Linked DNA regions of Triticum aestivum: region 2 is linked to region 1. The links are chromatin contacts, called in public Hi-C maps. All regions are on one chromosome and are shown on one strand. Each heading gives the region's core, a stretch centred on a gene start, on an enhancer-like site or on the middle of the called end of the contact. The rest is flanking DNA. Distances are from core to core; before and after follow the strand shown.

Region 1 (6,945 bases), core at 1,524-4,023:
ATATTTGTCTGACACTCTTGTCAGTACATTATCCTTACTATATTCTGGATTTGTAACTTATAATGGAAAGGATAGCCCCATCCTTGCCTACAAGATGATGATGTGTGATGCAGGAGTTGCAAAAGATAAGAGTCCCTATGAAAGAAAGTACCAGGGCCAGGCTATTACCACCTCCAGAAATGTAATTTTAGCAAAACTTCATTTTTAATGGTGATGGTTGTTAAAAAGAATAATAGCAATGAATTCATACAGAAAATAATAAGAACACAAAGGTACAATGCATAGAAGACGTCCAAGGTGACTGCAGTGATGCTCTTTATGACATAAAATCAAGCAACAAATCCTAAAACACATTTGTTACCAAAAGGTATGTGCATTTGTATGCACAATTAGCAATGTAACATACTTGAAGTTATATCCAGTACCAGGCTGGAGCACTTCTGGAGCCATCCTAAAAGGTAAAATTAGAAACAAAAAAAGGGTCAAAACATTCTCAAGTTCTATAATATTAATTTGATCCCTAGCATCAAGATACAGAAATCTACTTACCAGCATGGAGTTCCAACAAATGTGTTCCTAGATCTTTGTCTATCACCTCTATCAAACATACAAGCAGAAACGCCAAAGTCCCCAAGCTTCACTACACCAGCACTATCAATAAGGATGTTACCAGCCTGCATAGTGCCATATTGAGCAAAAATAAAGAATCATCACAAACCACATCAAACACTATAAGAACTGCGCAGGAATCTTCTATAGAAGCTAACCTTGATATCACGATGGATCTGTCCTTGCCTATGAAGGTACTCCAGAGCCTTGAGTGTTTCTTTTAAAATTGATGCAATAACAGGTTCCTCGAAACCTTCAGGATACGCAATCTTCATCAAGTGTAAACATGAACCCTCCGTCATGAATGGCATTATGACCCAAAGACTGTGCTCCACAACAAATGAGCAGTAAGCCCTAATGACATTAGGGTGATCGATCAAGCTCATTATTTGAGCCTCCCTTTGTACTTCATCCTGCAAATGATATACATTTGTAAGATCTAAATTCATTTATAGCCTCCAGAAAGGGAAGAAACCAAGAAAAGAAATATGTCGACATTTGACACTACGCAGTGTTAACATTAGGGATGCAAGCGGGGCGGAATGGCAGACAATACCACGGTACAAATGTAGAGTTAATTTTACATTAACTGATGAGCTAATTGATGAGTTTTGCAGGACGAAGTGGGATGCCGCTTGCACCCTAGTTAACATATCGCATATGCGAAAAAGGTATCACTAACTCCCCCAAAACAAGTAGCCTGTATGACAATTTGGTATGCAATGAGGGTTTCTTTTAGAGAAAATTGTATGCTTGTCTTCGAGTGCACTAACGACAAATGGTGCAGGAGAAACTACAATTGGAATTTAGAAAACAAGAATCACGAGTTTACGACTTTACTTCTCTTTGGTGACATAATGCCCCCTCCCCCTAAAAAGAAGGGCGTATCGTAAATATAAGAGGCATTGATTGAGCTTTGGTTACGCCGATACTTGAGCTTGTTGGCATACGTGTATGGTATACATGTTCATGTAGAGATGTATAATAATGACATCCTCCCAAACCCCAAAAGGATAATGTCATGGTACGAACCGCATAATCTTACGTAGCACTAGGAAATGTTGATCCTTGTATCTATCTATGAGTCATGAATTCTAGTAGACGACAATGTCCCCTTATCCTAAGACCTTCGTCATCAACGAACACGTGTGCCCACCCAAATGGAAGCACAAGGAGAAGCTGCATGACCACGTCCCTGCCCATGCAGCATGCATGCAAATTTAAGCATCTCCCTTCTCCAGGCAGGGTTCTGGCAGTGGCACTATGCCGTATCCACCGCCATCAGGTTCATACATGGGCAAAAAAATTGCTCGAAGTAAATGATAGTTGCCGATGTTGCGACATTCTAGCAAAAATAACTGACCCTCTCAACCAGCTGCAAGCCAAAAGAAAACATCCAAAAATACAGCCACCCTAAGAATTGAAAATGCTGCATATACAGGACTCAACTGATCGCCCTAGCCTCTTTACAACGACTAGTGGCGCATCATTAAAATGCTAATTTATTAACTGTCACTATATTATGTAGAAGCAAATCCTGGAGTACGCGAGGCTAATAGGACGCTAGACAGGCCAAATTCCAGCGCGATCTCCAAAGCTACCGAATCAGCAGTAGGATCCACTCCAATCAACCAATGGATCTCTCGCCAGATCAAACAGCAGAGGACGCCCAGAAGCAACCCAACGCCAAAACCGTAAGAGAGCAGGGAGGGAGGACGGGACGAGACGGATGCTCACGATGTTGTTGTTGAGCTGGTCGAGATCCAGGCACTTGACGGCAACGGTCTGGTTCCTGGGGAGGAAGAGCGCGCGGTACACGACGGCGTGCGCGCCGTAGCCCACCTCCTCCATGAGCCGGTAGTCGGCCGGGTTCACTGTGAACGACGGAGGCGCCGCGGCGGCCGCGCCCCGCTTGATGCTTCCGTTCCTGCCCATGCCGCCCCACCGGCCGCCGGAGGCAGCGCCGACGGCCCTCCGGTGCCCTCGGGACCAGCGGAGCTCGCCCCCCACGCCCCGCCGCGCTCGACCTGGCCTCTGACCAGTGTCTCCCGCGCGAGCTGGGAGGAGGGAGAGGAGAGATGCTAGAGAGAGAGGAGGGGTGTGCTACGCTGGAGAGGGGGGAGGGGGTTGAAGAGGAAGAGGAAGAGGAGATAGCGAACGGAAGGACGCTTAACAAACGGGGTCGCGAAAGGGAGCAAAATACTAATGATTTCGGCGGTGACGTGGCGGGGGCGGGGCGGCGACGTGGGGACGACCTGCCGGCGAGACCGGTCGATGACCTGTGGCCCCCGCGGAGTGGGGCCGTCATGTCAGTGGACGCGGTGGGCAGTGGCAGCGAGAGAGTGGCGTGCGGCCGACTGCCCGGTAGATCTCCGCCTCCCGATGCTGGGCTTCCGAGGGGGGATCGTCTGCGGGGAGCGGAAGGACTGGTGTGTAACACCGGCAGCTAATCTATACCTATATACTATATTAAAGTAAAGTGATATTCTTGGTTTCGTCCCGCTTAGATGATTTTATATTTAAGATACATACACGAGGTGGTACTATTCTGAGGTTAAACGTCTACGTACCCTGGTTCCAGGTCCCAAGCGGCACGCACGCCTGCCTGCTCCACTCGGCCACGTTGAGCCTGCTCTACTAGCAGACAACAACATCGTAACCAGGCCAGAAAAATATTACTGAATCTGGCCCAAGCAAGAGGAAACGTCTTCACGGGGGGATTAAACTCCCTTCTTTACAATTTATAAAGCGCAAAAGCAGAGACCAACCAAGCTACCGCATCAATGTATAAAATACAAGATTCGTTCCCTTAATAAATAATACCACATCGCTTCCTTGCATTATGTTTAACCGATTTATATACGTCTCTAATTCAAAATTAATAAGCAGCCACGAGAATTAATAAGGGAACAAAGATGGACTAATATGTGGCTCCGATTTCAAGGGATGTTTGGGGATAACTAAATTATGATGATCGGATCCAGTGGGCGTGATCAATTGCGCAAATACGGAGGGGATTGTACCCAGGTTGTGATTAGTGGGCACAAATAAGGAAAGAGAGTTTCACAAAAAAAAGGGAAGGAGAGAATAATAATACAAAGGAGTTATAGCAAATAATATAGTAAAATAAAAATAAAAAAGAAACAAGAAAGAAAAAAGGGAAAATAGGAAAAAGAAAAAGGTAAATAAAAAACCTGTTCAGAAAGCTTCTAAAATGTCCCAAAACCAATAAAAAACGACAGGGAGCCCTCTAGAAGGTTCCCGAACGGAACCTGAAAAGGCTGTGATGAGCCAGCCCAAATTGCTCGCCATGTGTCGAATATGGTTTTTCGTTAGTCTCGTTACAAGCGAGACTTAGCATTTGCTTTCTTAACTCCGAAAACTGTTCAGGATTTTTTTGAAGTCTCATAAATTCGAAAAAATAGTTGGCACTCCAAAAAATATTCATGAATTTTAAAAATGTTTCGAAATTCAAAAAATAATTACAAGATTAATGGTCCTAGATTTCAGTAAATGTTCCAAATTTCAATAGCACTCCGAATTAAAAACTGTTCGTGAAGTTGGAAAAAGTTAAAAATTTCACAAACTCTCCCTACATTTAAGCAATGCTTTGACTTAAAAAACAATTTGAAACATGATTCGAATTTCAAAGAATGTTCACACACTTGAAAATCTTCCCAGATTTCAACAATTAATTCTGAATTTAAAAAATTGCGAATTTGAAAAAATATTAAAATTCCAAAATTTGATCACATGTTTGAAAAAATAATTTAAAATAAAAAAAGTGTTGGGTTTAAAAATATTGTTCATGAATTAGAAAGAAGCGTTTCACAAAGAGAAGGAAAAAATGAAAGAATAATAGCGCAAAGAAATTATACCAAATATTAAATTTAGTGGGCATGATTATGTGCATAAATAAGGAAGGAGATCAAAAAATGCAAGGGGGTTATACAAATATGAAAGGAGTAAAAAAAACATCCGCTGGTGCATATTTTCATGGACACGTGAATAATCTCTCCAGTTGCAACGCACGGGCATATGTCCTAGTCCAAACTCATAAATAACCGAGCGAGATAAGTAAGAAACAATTAATTCGGATGCGAGTAAACCGGGAATGCTTTGAGTGAATGATCAATATAGTCTTAATAAGCCGGATATAACTTATACCGCACGTTTTTTTGTGTGGTCCCAGAAATAAAAATCATGATTTGCTGTTTAACACCCCCCGAAATAGTGCTTTTGTATGGGCCACTTAAATTCTCAGAGTCAGTTCTAAAAAAGATCATTTAGTAACGGCTTTGCGAAAAATACTGTTTCGTATTGTAGAACGTATTTTTTATTTTTGTTGGTAATATTCGTAACCGCAAAAAACTTGTTAAGTGCAATCAACCTGTAGTTGGATGGTTAGAGGGACTCTGATATCCTGAGCCCACCAGGGTTCAAATACTGGTGTTCGCATTTATTTCTGAATTTATTTCAGGATTTTCGACATGTCAGCTCAGTCTTTCGGAGGCGCTCATAGGGGTAGGATGTGCGTGTGTGCCTTCATAGAGGTGAGTGTATACGTGTATATATGAGCGCTTGTGTCTGTACTGATGTTCAAAAAAACTCGTTAAGTTTTAATATAATTGCTTTCCTCGTAATAATTTTGTGGGCAGGCATACACACATGTTTTTTGATGTGTTTATCACATTCACCTCTAGGGCTAGAAACATGTGAGGATGAGATTGTGAGTAAGAGCTCACTCGCTAACTCGACCTCTAGCTCAGCACAAATCAAGTTGGCATGTTTTTCTTAAACAATCTCATCCTCACATGTTTCCAGCCCTAGAGGTGAATGTGATAAACACATCAAAAAACATGCTAACTCGACCAAAGTCCACCAAAGTCCATGCTTTGTTCTGATACATGGATCCTATCTCGGATTTCATGGCTTCTAACCATTTGTTGGAATATGGGCCCACCATTGCTTCTTCATAACTCGTAGGTTCATTGTTGTCTAGCAACATGACCTTCAAGACAGGATTACTGTGCCACTCTAAAGTGGTACGCATCCTTGTCACCCTACGAGGTTCGGTAGTGACTTGATCTGAAGCTTCATGATCACTATCATAAGCTTCCACTTCAATTGGTGTAGGTGCCACAGGAACAACTTCCTGTGCCCTGCTAAACACTTGTTGAAGTGACGGTTCAATAACCTCATCAAGTCTCCACTATCCTCCCACTCAATTCTCGAGACAAACCTTTCCTCAAGAAAGAACCTGATTCAAGAAACAATCCCTATTGCTTTCGGATCTGAATTAGGAGGTATACCCAACTATTTTGGGTGTCCTATGAAGATGCATTTTATCCACTTTGGGTTCAAGCTTATCAACCTGAAACTTTTTCACATAAGCATCGCAGCCCCAAACCTTTAAGAAACGACAGCTTAGGTTTCTCTAAACCATAGTTCATAAGGTGTCGTCTCAACGGAGTAACGTGGTGCCCTATTAAAGTGAGTGCGGTTGTCTTTAATGCCTAACCCATGAACGATAGTGGTAATTCGATAAGAGACATCATGGTACGGACCATATTCAATAGGGTGCAACTATGATGTTCGGACACACCATCACACTATGGTGTTCCAGGCGGTATTAATTGTGAAACAATTTCCACAATGTCTTAACTGTGTGCCAAAACTCGTAACTCAGATATTCATCTCTATGATCATATCATAGACATGCTATCCTCTTGTCACGAAGATCTTCAACTTCACTCTGAAATTACTTGAACTATTCAATAATTCAGACTTGTGTTTCATCAACTAAATATACTCAACATCTACTCGAATTATCTGTGAAGTAAGAACATAACGATATTCACTGCATGCCTCAGCACTCATTGGACTGCACACATCAAAACGTGTTACTTCCAACAAGTTGCTATCTTGTTCCATTTTACTGAAAAATGAGGCTTTTTAGTCATCCTGCCCATGTGGTATGATTTGCATATCTCAAGTGATTCAAAATCAAGTGAGTCCAAACGATCCATCTGCATGGAGTTTCTTCATGCGTATACTCCAATAGACATGGTTCGCATGTCTCAAACTTTTCAAAAACGAGTGAGTCCAAAGATCCATCAACATGGAGCTTCTTCATGCGTTTTATACCAATATGACTTACATGGCAGTGCCACAAGTAAGTGGTATTACTATCTTATATCTTTTGGCATGAAAATGTGTATCACTACGATCGAGATTCAATAAACCACTCCTTTAGGTGCAAGACCATTGAAGGTATTATTCAAATAAATAGAGTAACCATTATTCTCCTTAAATGAATAACCGTATTGCGATAGA
Region 2 (6,945 bases), core at 2,550-5,049, 190 kb after region 1:
GGGCAAACGCTCGTTACGCAGAGCCGATACCAAACAAGGTACGCCCCCAGTCCTAGTGGTCACGCGTGCCTCAATTGAAGTCGTCGGATAAACCGGAAGGGGCTGATAAGCCGCCTGCTGAGCCGCCCGCTCAGCTTCCTGACGCAATCTGTCCTGATCAACCAAATTAAGAGCTCCATCACGAGTCGGGTCATGCCTGCATGGTTGGTCACGGCGTCGGGCATTGCTTGAAACGGCTGGTGAGTCCATGTGCCTACTATAGCTCTGGCTTGGGCGAGGGGTGGAATGAATCTTGTATCTACTATAGGAATATGCCTCCTGCTGTGCCAGAGCTGTATGAAGAAGATATCTGACCCTTCGTGTTTCAGCCGTCGTCGGAGAGTCGCCATCCATCGGGAGAGCTGCCAATCGCGCCGCCACAGCGATCATGTTCTCCAAAGGGTTAGAATAATGACCTGGTGGTGTCGGTATATGGTGAGGTGGAGCAGCATTCAGACGAGGGGGTTCCATCACTCACGGCTGAACCGGCGTCCCAGCTCCGGGTGTTGCATCCCGGTTTACCTCCAGCAGGTTACTGGGCCCTGCACCGGATGTGCGGAAGAGGTTTCTAGGCTCATAAACCGTAGGCAGACGGGACTGAGCCTTCTGGTGCCTTCTCCTCATGATCTCATTTGATGCATTGTGATCCATCGTAAGCTGAAAAGCCTCTGATTGAATCTGTTGGGCCCGAGCATCCAAAGTCGCCCGCTCTGCGGCCATCCTGATGTCCTCTGCCGCCAGGTTCTCCTTGGCATGTGCTACCTCCTCACGTAGTTGTGCTACTTCCGCATCATGTTGAGCTTGATCCGCTGGATTGACCATGGCGGTTAACAGAGTTGTCATCTTATCCATTAAAGCCATCAGGACCAGAGCCGGCGGGCACGTAGGGCCTCCTGCGCCGGCTGCCGTCACCGCTGCTGACCCGGAAGTCATTGCCGCCGCAGCCGTAGAGTTCTGCCCGGGTTGCATACCAACCATGAAGATCCCGACTCTGTTCGGCGGCTCAAAGGGGTCCGCAATACTGTTGCCATCGGAACAACCCCCAAGCCCGCCATCTTGCAGATGATACAACGAATCCGTCTCACCCGTGGACGACTCACCATCAGAGTAGATGGCCGTCTCACCGCCAGACACAGATCCTTTAGAAAATTCCCCTCCATGGATGCATCCCACGAAGGCACGCTTCACGGCGGGCTGAGCTCGGGCGGGTCTCGCACGCTGAGCCATCTTGACGATATCGGTGCAGATGTTCGGCTCAGAGCCCGGCTCGCCAATCTTGCCGATGAAGACGTGGATTCCGCCGAAGGGGACCCGGTACCCGTACTCAATTGAGCCGGCGTCGGGGGCCCAGCCTGTGTCGTCGATGTAGAGCTTGCCGCGACGACTCTTGGTCATCCGGTCCACAACATATCCCTTGAGCCCTTGGAAGCTGCCCTTCAAGAACTCAAATCCACCGTGCGCTGGCCCCACGGTGGGAGCCAACTGTCGTGGAAAGGTCACGACATATGTCCTAGCAAAAGGACTTAGTCATGGAGTCATTGCAACTAGGAAGCTTAAAGGGGTTAAAACGGGACAAAGGACACGGGAGTTTATACTGGTTCGGCCCCTTGCAGTGAAGGTAAAGGCCTAATCCAGTTTGAGATGGGATTGCTTATGTCTCGATCACCAGGGAGCGAATCCGCTTGAACTAGTTCTCGATCTGTGTTCACTTGTCCTGAACCGCCGCCGGATCGTCCCTTTATATATAGAGGTCGACGCCCAGCGGCTCACAGAGTCCCGGCCGGCTCATAAATAGTGTCTGTCTCGGTGACTATCTATTCCCGCCTTACAATACAAGTCATACACATATGGCGGTTTATCTCTATGGGCCTTAACCCGCCTTTGGGCCTTGGGCCCTAAACTGAACCGCCATCTTCAAGCATCATCTTGGGCTTCAGATTATGAATCGCCATAGGTATAACCCGACCCCTCCCGGACGGGTCATACCTAGTAGTTATATCCCCAACAATACCCGTTAGAGGCAACCTCTTCGCCCTTCCCGTTAGTGGCAACCTCCTTGCCCTTTCCGTCAATGGTGACCTACTTGCTAGCCTTGTCCTTACCTCCCATGACGAGCTTGTGAATCTACATTGAACATACACATATAAACTAGTGCTCGAATAAAAAAAGTACTACATGTATGATCAAGATCGCTCTGGACGACTCCGATGAGGAGGAGTAGCACAAAGTTTTGAAGATGGTGGCGAGGGTTTCTCAGCCTGGCTGCTCTACAATGCCCCTCGATGTGGACAACTACAAGCTTGAACGTAGGCTACCACGTGATAACCCACAAGTGTAGGGTATCAGTTGTAGCCTTTTTGATTAATAAGACAGTCGAACCCAACGAGAAGCTAAAGGTAGAACTAATATTCTCTCAAGTTCTATCAACCGCTGATATAACTCTATGCACACTAAACAAATCGGTTCGAGGGTTTGTTCAAACCCTCGAAATACCTACCCCCTATGTGTGAAAACCCTCAAATTGATTCGAGAGTTTGTTTCAACCCTCGAAATTCCTACCCCATGTGTGTGAAAACCCTCGAAATTCCTACCACGTGTGTGAGAAAATCCTTGAATCGATTCAAGGGTTGGTTCAAACCCTCGAAATTCCTCTGCCGTGTATGTGAAAACCATCGAATCCTAGATTGAAGCCTAACCTTTAATCGAATAGGTGCAATTTACAATCCACTCTAAGTCGAACGCAGCAGGATGAAAATCGACACTACAATGGGGATGGAGGGCATACCGCCATTGACCGAAGGAGGGTGGGTGCTCGACGTGCAAATCTTGTGGTCGCCGCTAGTGAGAGACGAAGGGAAGAGCGAGAGGTAGGAGGAATGGAATGTGAAGCAGCGGGAGAAGGGGAGGGTGAGCGGTGGGAGGAGGGTGAGGGGAGTTACGACGCCGTTTTCGGGAACCATGTGCATGTAGTCGTCATAACCCACGTGCCCCCCCCCCCCCCCTCGCATGCATTGGGCCTAGCTCACTGAAAACGGTCGATTCGTCCGTTCCTCCTGAGTCAGGCTCAGAGATGCTTTAATCACCGTGCCATGCAGACCTAATAATGTTTGCAGTCATTCCGAATGCACCTGGTTGGACTTGTTGTAGGTAGCTAAACGCCTCCTTGAACACACCTGCAGCCCTGAGGCACCGGTGGAAGGCATGCTACTATCGTCAAAGAGATTTTAGCTTTGGCAGGCCATTTTACCAAATGTATCTTCATCTTTGAAGGTCGCGAGACCAACATGATAACACACTTTAGGACTTTTGGTAGGACGTCATCTCTGGCTCCTTAATCCTTCATACCTACATTGTATCCCTATGAACCTTGTTCTTGATCATTAAAAAGAAGTGTGTTTATATATAGATTAAAAGAACCCTGCGGCCCTAATCCTATACTGTACGTACGATTACCGGTCACGTCATTCCAGTGCATCGCATGGCTCGTCACGCCGCCTGTCCGTATCAGATCGACGACCGAACTATCTAACCAGTACAACACCCATCGGCGGGGAGATTCATAGGTCAAAATCAACATCATCTACGAGCTATCTATCTAGCTGTTGCACTGGATTTTTCTCGCACGCATCATGCCGCCGTGGAATATTATCGGAAGATCTGGCGATCTTGTTTTCAAAAGCTGATCGGCCCGTCGGAAAGCTATGGCTGGCGCCGTCTGCCTCCCAGCCTGGGCTCCACCGTAGCATATGCATGCGCGCCCTTGTGCTCCGCCGTCGTACCTACGTACAGCGACCGGCCCGCGTGTACGTATGTATGTACGTACGTCCTCGTCGAGCGCCCGTAATTTGACTGCGTGTTTCCGTCGTCGTTTTGTTTTGCGTGGTTGATGGGTACTTCATGACGGAGGCTCGGATGCTCTGATGGGGTCGTGCCGTCATGGCGATGTGTGTGATCTCGGTAACGATCGGTGAGCTCGTGAATGATGATGATGTAGAGGTTAGCAAGACTGCGGCTGGTAGATGATTGATGGCTGTGACGATGGGTATGAAAGTGACAACAAATGTGTTCATGACATAGCCGATGTTGAAAGCGCCCACATTGACGTGCATTGTTGCGTTTGCGTTTGCGGGATGGTTTTATATTTTGTAGTAGTCGACTTTGCCTCGCAACGTACGCGTTGACACATAAGGTGTTTTTTTAAAAAAATAACGAATGATTGTTATTAGCGAACCAATTGTGGTTGAGATGGTTAGATGGACAGTGGTATCCCCAACCCACCAGAGTTCAGGTGCTCGCATTATTTCTGGATTTATTTTAGGATTTCCGGCGATGCGCTTTCAGTGGGATGAGACGTTCCCGTCGACGACGAGGCGCCTACGGTGGCTTCATAAATCTCAAGATGATATGTCGGCTCAGTCTTTCGGAGGTGCTCATAGGGATAGGGTGTGCGTGTGTGCGTTCATAGGGGGTGAGTGTATGCGCGTGTATATGAGCGCTTGTGTCTGTACTGATGCTAAAAAAAATTGTTATTAGAAGTAATAAAATAAATAACATGGTAAAAGGCTCTCAGCGAAGTGATTTTTTGTTTTGCGTGGGCTCAGCGAAGTGATTAAATGCAAAACCGCAAAAGGCTCTCAAGGAACATTTGGAAGAAAGATAATGGCCCATGCCATACTTAACGAATTAGGGTTCCGGGGCCACGAGGCACATCACGGTGATGCTCTATCTACACACGAATAATGGTCAAAGGCCGTCAACTCTTAATTTTCACATAGAATAATATATTTCTAAAATATATGAAATATTATTTGTGATATGCATGAACATATGGACATTTTTGCAGCATATGGACATTTTTTCACATCTAAGAACAATTTATTAAATAAAATACACGAGCATTCTTTTGGGACGCGTACGTTGTTTTTAATATATATATATATATATATATATATATATATATATATATATATATATATATATATATATATATATATATATATATGAACAGTTTTTGCAACACTTGAACATTGTTTTCACATAAAATAATAGATTAACAAAAAAATAACATTTCTAAGATACATGAACATTTCTTTTAACTTTTTTTTAGAATAACATTTCTTATCACATGCATGAACGCTTTCTTTAAAATGCATGAACATCTTTGGGCTGGCTTTGGTGTGGCCCATTAACATGTTTATGTTTTTCCTTGTTTTTTTCCTTAAATGGAAGAATAACTGTTATTGTATAAGACGTTGTTTACATCCAATATATGAGCATATTGGACGTAATAATGTCTTATATTATGATAAGGAGGGAGTAGTTTTCACGTTTTGGATGACAGGCCAGGCTAGGAAGTTATGAACCAAAGAGACTACTCATAAATAAAAAATGAACCAAAGAGACTAAGGGCCTGTTCGGGAATGCCCCAGCTTCTCAAAAACTTCCTAAATCCAACTTCTCGCATAGCTTCTCGTTTCAGGTGGCTACCAGGAAAGTGTTCGGCGCATAGCTTCTCGTTTTCTATCCTCAAGCACGGGGCTGCCAGCCCATTTGGCGCGATTAGCAGGCCAGGTTCGGGGCCCAAAACGAATTGGCAACGTGAGAAAGGGAGAGTTCGGGAAAGAAAGCGAACCGGTACGTTGAAACTCACTTGGCGGTGGCAACCTGGTGATAATTACCCTCAACTCCAATTTTTGGCTATCCACGGATCTGGAAAAGGGTTGCTTCCCCAACTCCACCTTTTTTACACTACGGCACCTCGCTAGCTTCTCGACTCCAGCTTCCTGGTGATAGAGCGTTCGGCTGAGCTTCCTGTGTGGAGTCAAGGAAGCTGAGAGTTGGAGCGTTCCCGAACAGGCCCTAAGAGAAGCAACACTCCTTCTCTTTGTTCTTTTCTAGTCCAATAAACAATCGAGATTCCAAAACCACCGAAAGATCATTACCGCCGTCAGAACAAGCCGTTGACGCACCGCTATCGCCGCTTCTCTACCGAAATTGGCTTGACCTTATCGATGACAGCTGGGAAGGCTTCGTGCAAGTGCCCCTAAGGACCAGCGCACTAGAGCCACAGTCGTCGCCGTTAAACCTTTGAATAGATCTGAAATATTTGACACCAAATCTCGCCACATGATGATAAACCCTAATCTCGATGTTATTTTTGTTATGTTTGCTATCCTTTATACTTCTGGTGAAATTTGATAATAGATCTGGATCATTTCTGTAAAAAAAGATCCAACAAACAATCGCACACGGCATCTCCAAGAGAAGATTGGCATCGTACTGTTGTACATGTCTTTATCTAAAATGGATATAACAAGTAAGAAAGAACAATGCACCTTTAGTTATGTTTCGATGAAAAAACAAACCCTTGAATAAGTGCTAGGTTCAAACAAAAGCTAAATATTTAGGGCATTTGGCGAACTGAAAATCGGAGGGTAGAGTTTCAAATTTAATTGAAACCAATACGTTGGATTTTCTTTGGATGGTTCTATGTACCAAGCGCGGCGATTATATCTCGCTTCACGCAAGATGGAAGGACCTCTCACGTCAAGTGTGTACGGGCCCACTCACACATATTTTTGGAAGAAATAGAAAAGAAGGGAGCGCGTGGGAGATCGATCCTGGGATCTTCGGGCTACTTGGTAGCACCTTTTTTTTGAGTAAAAACTTGGTAGCACCTTTAGCCACTGAGCCAACATAAAGTTCATGTTCAATAAGCAGGGCGCGACCTACTAGAAGGAAAGAGTCAGTTTTCTTTCATTTTTCTTCATTTTATTCACTTGTCTTTGTTTTTTCTTTTCTTATATATTTGTTTGGTTTCTCTATTTATTCTCCATTCTTATTGTTTTCCTTTCATTTTCTTTTGATTTTTCATTGTTTTTATCGGTTTTTCTTTTCTTACTCATT

The links. A called contact is a pair of places that touch in the nucleus more often than the background predicts.
Region 2: a Hi-C map of leaf shows a contact between it and region 1, with 5 times the contacts expected there. The contact joins the enhancer-like site here to the promoter of LOC123124376 in region 1. A contact is called at or near these places in 2 of 5 Hi-C or Micro-C datasets (leaf and an unstated tissue).

The regions. Positions count from the first base shown.
Region 1 is chr1B:363,346,987-363,353,931 of IWGSC CS RefSeq v2.1, forward strand. LOC123124376 (STE20/SPS1-related proline-alanine-rich protein kinase) reads right to left here and starts at 2,774. Exons shown (of 22, transcript XM_044545009.1): 1 at 2,347-2,774; 2 at 768-1,022; 3 at 550-674; 4 at 407-451. The coding sequence starts at 2,544.
Region 2 is chr1B:363,540,037-363,546,981 of IWGSC CS RefSeq v2.1, forward strand. No RefSeq gene overlaps it. Among protein-coding and RNA genes, the nearest start is that of LOC123124415, 11 kb to the right of the region's middle. Within about 2 kb of position 3,800, at least 1 of the 8 cell types and tissues checked has an H3K27ac peak or open chromatin away from gene starts, as enhancers often do. A contact at or near this core is called in leaf, where this site is marked.